Regions from separate parts of the Mus musculus genome. Here region 1 is linked to region 2. A link is a contact called in public HiChIP or PLAC-seq data. All regions are on one chromosome and are shown on one strand. The core of a region is the stretch at or near the end of the contact, and the rest is flanking DNA. Distances in the headings are between cores, read along the strand shown. Region 1 overlaps Thsd4 (thrombospondin, type I, domain containing 4). Region 2 overlaps Thsd4 (thrombospondin, type I, domain containing 4).

Region 1 (5,717 bases), core at 2,734-5,233, 150 kb before region 2:
CATCCCTGCTGTAAAGTTCCGTTTCCCAGTGATTATAGTTGTTCAGCGTCTCTTCATGTTCTCTTGAGTGCCGCCTATCAAGGCCCTTCGCCCGCTTCTCACCCTTTGTTGTTGTTGCTATTGGGTGGAGTCCTGTTCGTATTTTGGATATAATCCCATCCGAGATTCAGGGTTTGTAAACATCTTCTCTTAGTTCACAGGCTATCTTTTCACACCGCTCCTTTTCCCTTTGCTTGCAAATACTTTTGTGTTTGCTGTAATCTTATCCATGTTTTTGTTTTGTTGCCTGTGCTTTGGGGATCGGATTTTAAAGAGTCATTACTCACAGCGATGCTATGCAGTATCTCTGCGATTTATAAAAATAGTTTCTAGTCTCAAGTTTTTCATTCTGCGTGGGATTTTTAGAAGGGGAACACATAATAACTGAAATCAAGTCTCACTGGATGCACTGCCTAGGAGAGTAGAGGCAGGAGGATTGAAGATGTAACTAGTTATCCAAGTTGAAGCACAGAGAGAAGCAGACCTGGGCTAAAAGTCAGGTGTCTGTAGGACTATAACAAAAGATCCGAAGTCTGTGCTTGTGCAGTCCCAGGAGAGAAGAGAGTAGACAGGGCCAGAGGCTTCCCGGATGCAGTCATTCCCAAAAAGGTTTTCAGATGTAGCATAAGACGCAACCTCAACTCACAGAAGTCTAGCACCAAGACCCATAACAGTCAACTTTCGATTTGGGGGACAATCTCTTGCTGGGTAGCCCAGGCTAGCCTCTGGCTTGCTGTTGTCTTACTGCAGCTTCCTAAGTGCTGAGATTACAAGGTCACGGTCAAACTTCTGAAAACTGATTTTGAAGAGGAATAAAGGAGGAGGAGCTGGAGGGGTAGCGAGGGAGTGGTGTGATTGGAGAGAGGTACTTGGATCACAGTGACGGGTATCCCTGTTCATCTGTGATTGCGCGTGTGCGTGCGCCCGTGCACCTGTGTGTGTGTGTGTGTGTGTGTGTGTGTGTGTGTGTGTAGGTCAGTGGTTAGTGCTGAATGCTTTCCTCTCTTGTTCCACTCTCCTTGCTCAGCCAGGTTTCTCGGTGTACCTGGGACACACAGATTGTGCTAGTCTAGGTAGTCAGCTTTCTCGGGGATTGATTCCCTGTCTCCACCTCCCAAATGCTGGGATTGCAGGTGTGTGCCTGGCCTCTGTTTATGGGGGTTCCTAGGGGTCACATTTTCATCTGCATACTTGTGTAGCCACTGTTTTACCCATGAGTCATCACTTGAGCTCCCCACTTGGTCTCTGAGAAAGGTGTGTGGGGGAAGTTGGAGAAACGAGGACTGCAGTTGAATGACTGGCGGGTTGGATGAGGCCAGGTGGAAACTGCACAGGAGAGGTTATGGGAGAAAGAATGCGGAGGAAAAGAGTTGGCAAAAGATTGAGCCTGACACACAGGGAGTGAGGTTCACAGAAGGCTGGGTGAACACTGAGCTCCAGTCTCTGGAGACACGGTGACGCCCCTACTAACATACAGGGCTGAATGTACAGCTGGTGCACATTGCACGGAAATAGCCATCGACAGGAGGAAACTAGAAGCTGATGGGCGGATAGGTTGTGAGATGTGGGGCTCCCGGGAGCTCAATGTGACCCCCGGTCACAGAGGTCAGGATGAGAGAACACCGGTCAGAGTTTGTGGTGCTTGTGCTATTGCTAGCAATTTTTCCAGTGTCTGCTAGAGTGAGCCAGGAAAGGGAGACAGATGTGAATGGAGTCCCCGCAGTGCTGATGGGGTTCAAGTGACGGGTCTGTTAACAGCTTTCTTCTTCCGAAGCTCAATTTCCCTTCATAGTTTTGCTTGAGCTCAGTTTCCTTAGAAGCCACCTTAGTTTATGTGCTGGGCATCTCTTTGGTATTGACTTAATCTTTTAATCACCATACCTGATTCCAGCTTGACCTAATGCTGGCCTGTCATGGATCCTGTCAAGAACATAAGTCTAAGGTGCTCAATTTCTGCTTCTCTCTGAAGGGCCAGTCAGAGCTTCCAGCACACAGGCTGCAGCTGTGGTTGCTACAAATCATTGACCAGATTTCTGTTGCTTTAAAAAAGAAAGAAAGAAAGAAAGAAAGAAAGAAAGAAAGAAAGAAAGAAAGAAAAGAAAAGAAAGGAAGGAAGGAAGGAAGAAAGGAAGAAAGAAAGAAAGAGAAAAGAAAGATGGATGTAATACAAACCTGGTGGTGTAGGCCTCAGGGCAGAGCAGGAAAAGGCAAATTCATCCCCCTGACACTTGGAAGTACCAAGGGCAGAAAGTGGACCCAGCTAATTTATGGCTCATGCTCACGAGCAGGCGTGCAGGGAACTGGGGAAAGATCCTAGACTCAAGACCAGAGCTGGCAGGCAGTGAGTTGGGCAGAGCACAGCTTACACCTCCCCTGGCTGGAGCCCAGCTGCAGCCTGGGTGCTGTGCAGCGGAGAATGTTGGCCATCAGGCCTTTGGGGAATGTACAGTTGATGCTGAGTGCCGGGGGAGGCTTCAGAGCCGTTTGACATTAGATTATGAGACAGTAAATAATTAGCACTCTTCTATTTACATTTTTTTTCTATAGGTTTTTGGCTTTTCTTAATGTGCTTTTTTTTTTTTTTAATGGGGATAGGGATTGGTACCCAGGAACATGCATAATTTTGTATACATGGGTTTTTTTTTCTAATAGAAAAACCATGTTATCCATAACTCAGCTCTGAAGTTTCACCAGGTCCACTTGTGAGTGAGCATGTCATGTCACTTGCTCTCTAGGAATTTGTTCTTGTATTGTTAACACATACGTGAACCCTCCTTCCCTGGGGTGTGTGTGTGTGTGTGTGTGTGTGTGTGTGTGTGTGTGTGTGTATGGACACAGATGCTCTGCAGAATGACAAAGGCATTATAGGTAATGGGACATAGATTCTAATGAAGAAAAGGCAGGCTAAGACCCTAAGTCAGAAGAAGGGGAAGATGGTCTGAGCTGACACTCTCCTTGTCCCAGGGTTACCTTGCTTTTGGCCAGATCGTCCTAACGTAGGTGTTAGGAATGGTATAGCTCACTGTTGAAGCTCAGGACAGCCCGTTGGAAAAGTTGCAGGTCCCATGCAGAGCTGGGCAGAAGCAGTCTGCTCTTTTTCCTTTGATAGCCCCAAGCCAGGCAGTATAGTCTGTTCATGGAAGAGGATTCTTGGAGAAGTTGTAACTGATTTGGGGGAACAGCTGGATTCGTCAGCCTCTAGGTGTCTGAATCCTAGGGAGGGTTACCTGTGACCCAACTATTTCCTGGGTGTTCAGGGCTTTAGAACTACACATCTCTGAAGCACTTAGAAACATGTAGTGTTTGCTACTACAGACCACCACTGCTGTTCAGATCCCCTGCTGGCAGCCTACCTTGAAGAGAAGACCCTCCTGGTGAGGTAGAGTGCTAGCCTTGGATGTCACCCAAATGGGTACCTGCTGTGCATGAGCGCTGTGCCAAGCACCAACTCAGAAAAGAGGAGGAAGTCTTAATGGTAACAATACACTGTGACAGCAGCTGAACTGGAGTTCCTTTTATGAGATTTAGACTGAAACAATGTCACAAAGCTGATGGACTTCTGTGGTCAGGCAGATGATGAAGCCAGAGGAGAAAGTCCCTCCCCTTTGATCTGATACGTCTTCTGACGCTGAACAAGGCAATGCTCCAGAGGCCGGCACACATGGCTCATGCATTTGAAACATCCTGCCTGCCTTCCTGCCTGATTATTTCGACACTTGAATATTTTCCCTAGTTACCTGGGAGACACTTTTTCCTTTTAGGGTTGAAAACAAACATAAATCCACAGCAGTGTTAATGACCGTGAAGGTGATGCTGTCTGTGCGGTCACCAACTTTCTCCAGGTGAGGAAGGAGCTGCCAGGGTGCTTTCCCTTGATGGAGAACAAAGCCGGTGGCGAGCTTTACTTGCTAGGAGCCAGAGTGTTTGAATGTATTGCCACATTTTTTTCCTGACTCACATTCTGTGTGTTTCCTCGTTGCTCAGGGTGAGCTAGTCGTTCTGCAGTATGGGGGATCCATGGGAAGAAATGAGTTTTGTGGCTGAGTGACAAGAGGAAAAAAAAGGGCTGGGCCCTATGACGTGACACGGTGGGAGGAAAGACCATCAGCCAAGGACAAATTGGTCGGGGAACATTCCTCTGGCTGTCCTCCATCCAGGGGAGAAGAAGCTGGGGATGTGACAAGGTCAGGGGAGGCCCCAAGGTCAGTTTCAGTGGACACCCTGTGGCCTGGGGCTGGATTTCCTGAAAGGGCTGTGTGGGTTCCTGACTGCCTGGAGAAGATTTGAGAGGTCAGAGCCTCTACAGAGGCAGCAGCGTCTGTCTGTATCTGCAGTGGTTAGTCTGTCTGCCTACTCCCAGGCCTCTCTGTGAATATCTGCTGAACATGCGTGGCAGCATCTCCAGAGAAAGGAGAGAGTCCTGCCCTCTGCTGTGTAAAGCTCTGGCTGGGGAGCTGGCAAGAACGAAGACGCGAGTTCAGTTCCCCGGCACTCACAGAAAAAGACAGATGAGGGATCTGTAATCCCAGCACTGCTGAGGTGGAGACAGGTGGATTCCCGGAGCTTGCTGGCCAGCCAATGTCGCCAAACAGGACAGCGGCAAAGCTCAGTGGCAGGTCTTATCTCAAAAAATGAGGTGAAGGGCTGGACAGATAGATGGCTTGCTTGGCTGTTAAATACTAGACATACAGGCCAGAAGATGGGAATTTGGGTCCATAGAAACCCATGTGAAACAACAAGGGGGTGTGGTATCTGCTTGTAATTCCAGCCTTTGGAGGCAGAGCTGGGTTCTCCAGAGCAAGCTGGCTAGCAAGACTAGTCATATTGGAAAGCTCTGCGTTTGATAGAGAGTCCCTGCCCCAGTGAAAAGGGAAACTGATCAAACATGATTCCACTTATCTATGCCTGTGCATAAAGATGTAGAGGAGGAGGAAGAGGAGGAGGAGGAGGAGGAAGAGGAAGAGGAAGAAGAAGAAGAAGAAGAAGAAGAAGAAGAAGAAGAAGAAGAAGAAGAGAACAACAACAACAACAATGACAACAACAACACACACGAAACATGAAAAAAAGGGATAAAAATAAGGTGGCTAGCAATTAAGGAAGACATTTGACACAGACCTCTGGTTTCTACATGTGTGCACATCCCAGTAAGAGAAGAACATCATGTTTATCATTCAGCCACTCGTCCATCCATCCAGCCAGCTTTTTCTTGCTCCCTGCCTTCTCCCAGGCAGTGTATCTGGATGCTGGTGTTTATAACGGTAATTACAGTCTCTTGCCTTTAGAGACTGTATCTATATCTATCTGTTGCCTTTAGAGACCTTCCTAACTCTCTAGGAGCAAGTGTAGGCAGATGGTGTCTGATACCTGTTCAAAGACAAGAGTTCCTTCTCTTAAGGTTCGAGGCTGTGCCCCTCCCTCTCAGCTGGCATGTTTGCACATTATTTTATTAGTTAACAGTTAATGCTAACTGTTGCTGCCATGCCCAGCCTTTTGACATTGCAGTAGGACGTTGTTGTCTACAAAGTTCACTATTGAGAACGATGCAACTCTAGTTCCAATCAATCAATCAATCAATCAATCAAAGAATCCTTATAATGTTTTAAAGAAATGTATAATTGAGTGTTAGGCTGCATTTGTAACTGTGCTTGGCTGCATGTAGCCGGCGGGCTGCCGGTTGG
Region 2 (6,620 bases), core at 2,486-4,985:
GAACCACTGGGCTTTTTCTTCTTGTCATTTGTCTCAGTGTTTCTAGACAATGTGACTTCCCCATTTGCTTTCTTCAAGTGTAACTGTGGCACCCCCAAATCCCAGCCCCCCTACCCTTTTCTTATCTTAGCTGAACTTTAGGGTTTTGTGTGGTTTTTTCATTTTATCTGTATGGGTGTTTTTTTTTCCTGCACATGTGTGTGTGTGTGCAGTGTGTGTGCAGTGTGTGTGCAGTGTGTGTGCAGTGTGTGTGCAGTGTGTGTGCAGCTCCTGCAGAGACCAGAGGATGGCATTGGATTCCCTCAGACCCCAGTTACAGTTGGTTGTGGGTTTCCCTATGGCTGCTGAGAACGAAACTCTAGTCCTCTGGAAGAGCAGCCAGTGCTCTTAGCCTCTGAGCCATTGCTCCAGCTCCAATATAGCTAAACTTTTAAAGAATCGTTGTTTACATTATTATGATTATGAAAATCCCACTTACTACAGCTCTTTTGTATGTTATTACATGGCTTTTTAAAATAATTTTTTAAAAATGTTTTGGTCAGCCAGGTGGAGGTGGCTCACGCCTTTAATCCTAGCACTCGGGAGGCAGAGGCAGGTGGATTTCTGAGTTCGAGGCCAGCCTGGTCTACAGAGTGAGTTCCAGGACAACCAGGCCTACACAGAGAAACCCTGTCTCAAAAAAAACAAAACAAAAGAAAACAAAACAAAAAAACAAACAAAAAAAAACAAAAAATGTTTTGGTCAGGTTCTCCAGAGAAATAGGACCAATGATGTATGTATATGGGTAAAGAGATTTATTAGCAGGTCTAGGCTCGTGTGATTCTGGAGACTAACGGGGTCTCTGGATCTGAACAGGAAAGCTGGAGACCAGTTAAGCTAATGGTGTCTTTCCAGTACATGTCGGGGAGAATGTGTGGTGTTGGTCTAAAAGCCTATAAGCTGGAGAGCCCGAAGAGCTGATGGGTGAGCTGGAATCTGGGGGCAGGAAGAGACCAAGATACCAACTCAGCTGTCAGCAGGAGGCCTTTGTTCTGTTCCAGCCTTTAGCTGATTGGATGAGGCCTGCCAACTCTGGGTTAGGGCAGTGCAATGGGTTCTCTTCAGCAAACCCATTCTCATCTTAATGTCTTCCAGAAACAGCCTCAAAGACAAGCCTAGAATGATTGAACAAATATTTGAGTACCCTGTGACCCTTCACATTGACATAGAAAATTTAATCATGGTAACACATTTTTCCAAGTGCGCTCAAACACGTAAAATAGTCTATCATTCGCACACTGTGTTTCTTCTTTCTGTGTATGTGTTCATGTGTGTCTCTCTCTCTGTGTCTCTGTGTGTATGGTTAAGCATGGAGTCCAGAGGATAACTTTATGTTTCTCAGGCACTGTTCTTTTTTGAGACAGGGTATCTGGCCTGGAACTCACTGAGTAGGCTAGGCTGGTTGGCTCAGGAGCTCTAGAGATTGGCCTTCCTCCATCTCCCAGGGTTGGAATTGCAGGCTTGCTCCATTGTGACATGCTTTTCCAGTGAGGACTGGGGACTCCAAATGCAGGGCCCATGCTTAAGCAGCCAACAGTTTACCTATTGAGCTATCTTTTAGCCCTCAATTTGATTTGATTTTGGTTAGGTTTGATTCCATATTTCATGTCACAGACTCTCCCCAAATGCCTGTCATCTCTTGGTGATTATCTACATTGGACAGCAGGGCAGTAGAAGCCAAATGGAAACTTCTGCATGCATAGGTGGAGTCCTTGGCTGGTGAGAACAGATCTTGAACTGTGCTGATTTGTTGGACACACAACACACAACACACACACACACACACACACACACACACACACACACACACACACACACATTCACGCACACAAACACACGTATGTCAGATTAGGTAGATTCCTTTCTCCTGAGGCTGTTCACTTTCTCCATAAGAGCAATCTCCTGCCTGGAAGGGTGAACATTGGGCTGGCTTCCCAAGTGCCCCTCTCCCTCCCCTGTGCCTGCTTCCTGCTCTGCGGCCCCTCTTCTCTTTCTCCAGACCATAAACTTATTGCTTATTTAGAGAGGGGCCTGGGGACACACCATGGTCTGGCTGTATAAAGTGGGCCTTGTAGCTCTGTTTTTCCATTGTGAGCCTAATCCCTATCCCTCCTGGTACCTCCTATTCTTCCAGGGGCTGAGGGGCTGGGGATCTGGGAGGCCAGATGCTTTTGTGTGGTGTGGGCACTGAGTTTATAACTTAGACTTTATTACGGCTCTTTCGCTCACTTGTCATCAAGATTGATGATGGCGAAACCTTTTTCTTCATAGATACCTCCTGTTTTTCTTTCTCCTCCCCCACCCACCCCCCTTTGCTTCTGTGAGCTGAAGCATCTTACGTTTCTTTAGTTGACCATTTCTTAGGGCTTTGGGGAAAAGAAGGAAGCATATTTAACCAAAAGAGGAAAAAATAATCTAAGCTTGCATTGCAGGCCTGGGGAGTTGCTGCCTGGGGGGTCCCGGGGCCACCAGGAATCTAGGGCTGGGGTACTTGGAACACATGTGCTGCTTGCTGTCTTTGTTGTTCTGGCCTCCCATGTTTGTTTGCCCATCTTTGTATTCTTTGGTGGACAGGGATCTCTATGTTTTCCTAGCCACAGTAGTTTCACCACCTGCCTTCTCCCTGTAGGTATCCCTCTTGTCTTTATCGCCTCTCTCTCTTAAGCCTAGCTTTCCTTCCCGGCGCCTAAGTCTGCTCAGGTTTGTGAGTCAAGCTTCTGTTTCTTCTGTCTTCTTTTCAGTTCCAAGTGACCTTTTATGGGGACCACCTAATGGTTATCACCCTTGAGCTCAGTAACTGTGAATAACATACACAGAGTCCCTTCAGAAGTCAGATTGCTCTTGCATCTAACAGAGTAAGCAAGGTAAGGCCTGAGCATGCTGGGTTGGATGGTCCCTTTTCACCCATGCCTTCTGACATCAGACGGCTGAGAATCCACTCAGCTTCAGTTCAGTGGCCATATCCACATCTTCATCTAAATGAACACCAACCAAGCACAGGCTGCTACACTGACTATAGAAGCCACTTTGACTATTCTTATAGCCTGTGCTTCTTGCCCCACCATGTCTATATTCACATGGGGTTTTTGTGATTAGTTCCTAATGTAAATGCCTGGCCTAAAATGTATAGCCTGAGTTTATCCAAGGCCCAAACAATTATCAAACATTCCTCTTAGATAGAAGACAGATTTCTTTCCCTTGGCAATGATTTCTAGCTAAACTATATTATAGGATGTTTTACATTCTCTTGGTCTTGTAATAACACCACACCCAATCCAGGATTTGATGCATTGGTGGCTACTTGGAAGGTTGTTATTTTTAAACATATATTCTTATTCCGAGGCTTCTATATTTGCAACAAGTACAATCCTGTTCCCACCTTTCCCGAGTTTTATGGCACCTTGGAACTTACATCAGGTGGAGGTGGGGACCCATTGGCGTGGGCAAACAAGCTATGTGTGAGTCAGGGAAAATGAGGGCCTCATAGACAGGAAGGGACATATGCTTTTGGGATAACAGATAGATAAACAGATAGAACTGGGTGGTTGAGGGTTTACATTAGTCAGTGAGGAGATCTTCTGGAATCATCTCTTGCCTGGTTATTTAATGTCTTCCTTCCTGGTTCTGCTGTGACCCCAGGAGCCTGGTGTTATTGCTGCTTTTATAGACCAATCAACAAGATGAGACTACGGTGAGGTGACCGATCCAGAGCCACCATGGACTGTCAGGGCCACATGCCTCCTTGAGAATCCAAGGTCCCTAGTTCCTTCACCACCCTACAGCAGCTTCCTCAGCCCTTTCCTGGATCACTCAAGCAAAACAAGACAACTTCCTGCTATTTCCAGGAAAAGGGGGACGGATAGGGATTCATTCCTTGGGACTGGTGGCCGATCCTCTTTGATTTCTGAGGGCCACCCACTCCTCAGAACTATGTTTTCCATGGATTTAGATCCATGGTCTTCTGGCTCTGTAAATACACTCTCTAACACCGAGTGAATCACTTCCTTCTCTGGGCTGCGGTTCCCTCCACATCAGATATGCACACTGGAATTTATTCATTCTCAAATCTGCTGGGACAGGCAATAGTTACTGTCCTCATGGCTGAGACCTCTGCTACCAGACAAAAGCAACTTAACAAAGGAAGGGTTTGTTCTGACTCAGTTCAGAGAGTTCCAAGCCATCCCAGTGGGAAGGTCACAGTGGCAGGAACTTGCGGGGAGCTGGTCACACTAGCAGTCTTCCTTTCTCTCTTTTCTTCAGACCAGAACCTAAAGCTATGGAAGGTATTGCCTATATTTAGGATGGACCTTCCTGGCTTAATGAATCCCATCAAGGAACTCCCTGATAGACATGTCCTGTCTGTTTCCTAGGTATCTTCTAGATCTTAGCAAGTTGGAGGGACTTAAAAAAACATACTGACAACTCTGAGGTATAATTTAGACCTCATAAAAGTATACATTTCAAGTATACAATTCAGGGATTTTTTTTTAAAGTCAAGTCTGGAGCACCCTTCACCATAGATGAGATGAGTTTTAGAACGTAATGATTATGTTAGTCAAGGTCCTTGTGTACTCTTGAGCATCTCCTGTTCCTGGCTCCAAGGTGACAAGTAAAACATATGCTCTTTCTATAGAGTTACATCCTCTGGACATTTTATATAAGTACAGTCCATCAGTACAGATCTTTTGCATTTGGCTTCTTTAGTATAATTCGGTTCATGGAGCGTGTCTACAGTTCATTCTGATTTTCCATTGTAGAAATATACACATTTGTCTATTCATTCATAACTTTGGTGTTGATCCACATGATGCACTTTGCAAACAATGAATAAACCTGCTAAGAATATCCACCCGCATGTCTTTGTGAGGACACGTTGTTTTCATTTCTCCTGAGTAGACACCCAAAAGTAGAATGGCTGCGTCATCTGGTAACTCTGTGTTTAATTTTTTGAGGAAAATTCCCAACATGTCTGTACCATTTTACATTCCCACAAACAGTACATAAGGGCTTATCTCCTCAGGGAACCTTTAAAAATTCTCATTACTGGGCCCTCCTCCCCTAGGGTCTGGAGTGGGACCCAGGAATCTGCGTTTAACAAGCCTCCAGGTGATTCAGACCCATCTGGTAGTAGACGTGTCTGAACTCACTTGGATTGGGTCACCTCTGAAGCCTTCCTGAAGCCAATTGTCCCTGTTAGTTTGTACCCCTAGGGCAAGACTCAGGCTTTTGCCAGGTCTGTCTCAGTATTTGCCTTGGGACCAGAAGAGCAGTTATGGCCCAAGGCTGCTCCAGGCAGCCTGTGTAAATCTGTGTAGCACCTGCCCTGTATTATCCACAGACCAGGCCAGGGCTCAGCGTCCCTGGCTTCGTCCACATAAAACTTTATCACAGGTTTTTATGTGTTATCACATTGTAAAAGTGCTGTAAAACCAAGGGGCTAGTTTTCAGTGCATCGGAAAATATCGTGTTCCTGTAAGCAATGATCTTAAGTTGCTGTTACTTTGGAGCAAGCTTGTCCCAACCTCTGTCATTTATTAGCTGTGAGTAGGTTCTTAATAGCTCTGAGACTCCCCCCCCCCCAGCAGTATAGTTGATAATAGTGACATCAGGGGTCTGGTGAGGATTCAGTGAGGTGACCTATAAAATGTGACTGCAATAGGACCTGGTCTTTCTTCTCACTTGGCCATGTACCATGTCCTCTTCTGCTGTCATGCATCTTTGTCACTGGACATGTATCATTGGGACATGTATCTCTGGATACATGTCGCTGGGCACACGTATAGCTTTTTTTTTTAAGGAGTTGAAGCTCATATGACATAAAATTAATAAATTTCTTCCCTACTTTGTGCCCTCTCTTTTCTTCCTCTCCTTCCTACTCTCCTTTTTTCAGTGGGGTCTTGCTATATGGATCAGGCTGATCTTCTACTACTGATTCTCCTGCTAATAATCCAGAAGTTTGGGGATTATAAGCATGGGCTTCTTAAAAGAATATATTGTAGGGGGAGGGAGGGGAGGCTGAAGTCAGAATGTCATATATGAGCAAAGGATTAAAAAACATATAGCTACCCTAGTGGGTATGTAGGGGAATGTCAATATCATTTGGATTGGCATTGCTTGAAAGTATGTCTTTTCATGTGTTTGTTGGCCATTGGTTTATCTTATTGCAGAGATGTCTGTTCAAATCATTGGCCCATTTGGACTTCTGTGTTGCTTACTAATAGGGATACTCTGAGGATTTTGCCAATGTGTGAACCTTACAAAAGCTATCACTAGGCATTTTTTGGGGGTGAACAGGGTTTCTCTGTGTAGCCCTGGTTCACCTAGAACTCACTCCGTAGACCAGCTGGCCCCTAACTCACAGAGATCCATCTGCCTCTTTCTCCCAAGTACTGGGATTAAAGGTTGTTCTACTACCATCTACCTGACAATATCACCATTAGGGACTACTATGATAGTTAATATTGTCATTTTGACAGGATCTGGATTTACCTGGGAGACAACCTTCCAAATATGTGTGTGCAAGGGGCTTTCTAGATTGAGTTCATAGTGGAGAGAAGACCCACTTCCCACTTCAAATGTGG

The links. HiChIP or PLAC-seq counts read pairs in DNA pulled down with a chosen protein or histone mark.
Region 1: a FOXA1 HiChIP or PLAC-seq map of pancreatic cancer cells shows a contact between it and region 2. The contact joins two enhancer-like sites. A contact is called at or near these places in 1 of 39 promoter capture datasets (embryonic stem cells), 3 of 484 Hi-C or Micro-C datasets (the G1E-ER4 cell line, liver and uterus), 1 of 115 datasets of contacts at active chromatin or transcription factors (pancreatic cancer cells) and 3 of 9 other capture datasets (adipose tissue, macrophages and pancreatic islet).

The regions. Positions count from the first base shown.
Region 1 is chr9:60,503,052-60,508,768 of GRCm38.p6, reverse strand. All of the region lies in intron 1 of Thsd4 (thrombospondin, type I, domain containing 4), which reads left to right. Among named protein-coding and RNA genes, the nearest start is that of Thsd4, 5.1 kb to the left of the region's middle. Within about 2 kb of position 3,983, at least 50 of the 459 cell types and tissues checked have an H3K27ac peak or open chromatin away from gene starts, as enhancers often do. A contact at or near this core is called in pancreatic cancer cells, where this site is marked.
Region 2 is chr9:60,350,051-60,356,670 of GRCm38.p6, reverse strand. The region is part of intron 6 of Thsd4 (thrombospondin, type I, domain containing 4); the gene reads left to right. Among named protein-coding and RNA genes, the nearest start is that of 2010001M07Rik, 19 kb to the right of the region's middle. Within about 2 kb of position 3,735, at least 21 of the 459 cell types and tissues checked have an H3K27ac peak or open chromatin away from gene starts, as enhancers often do. A contact at or near this core is called in pancreatic cancer cells, where this site is marked.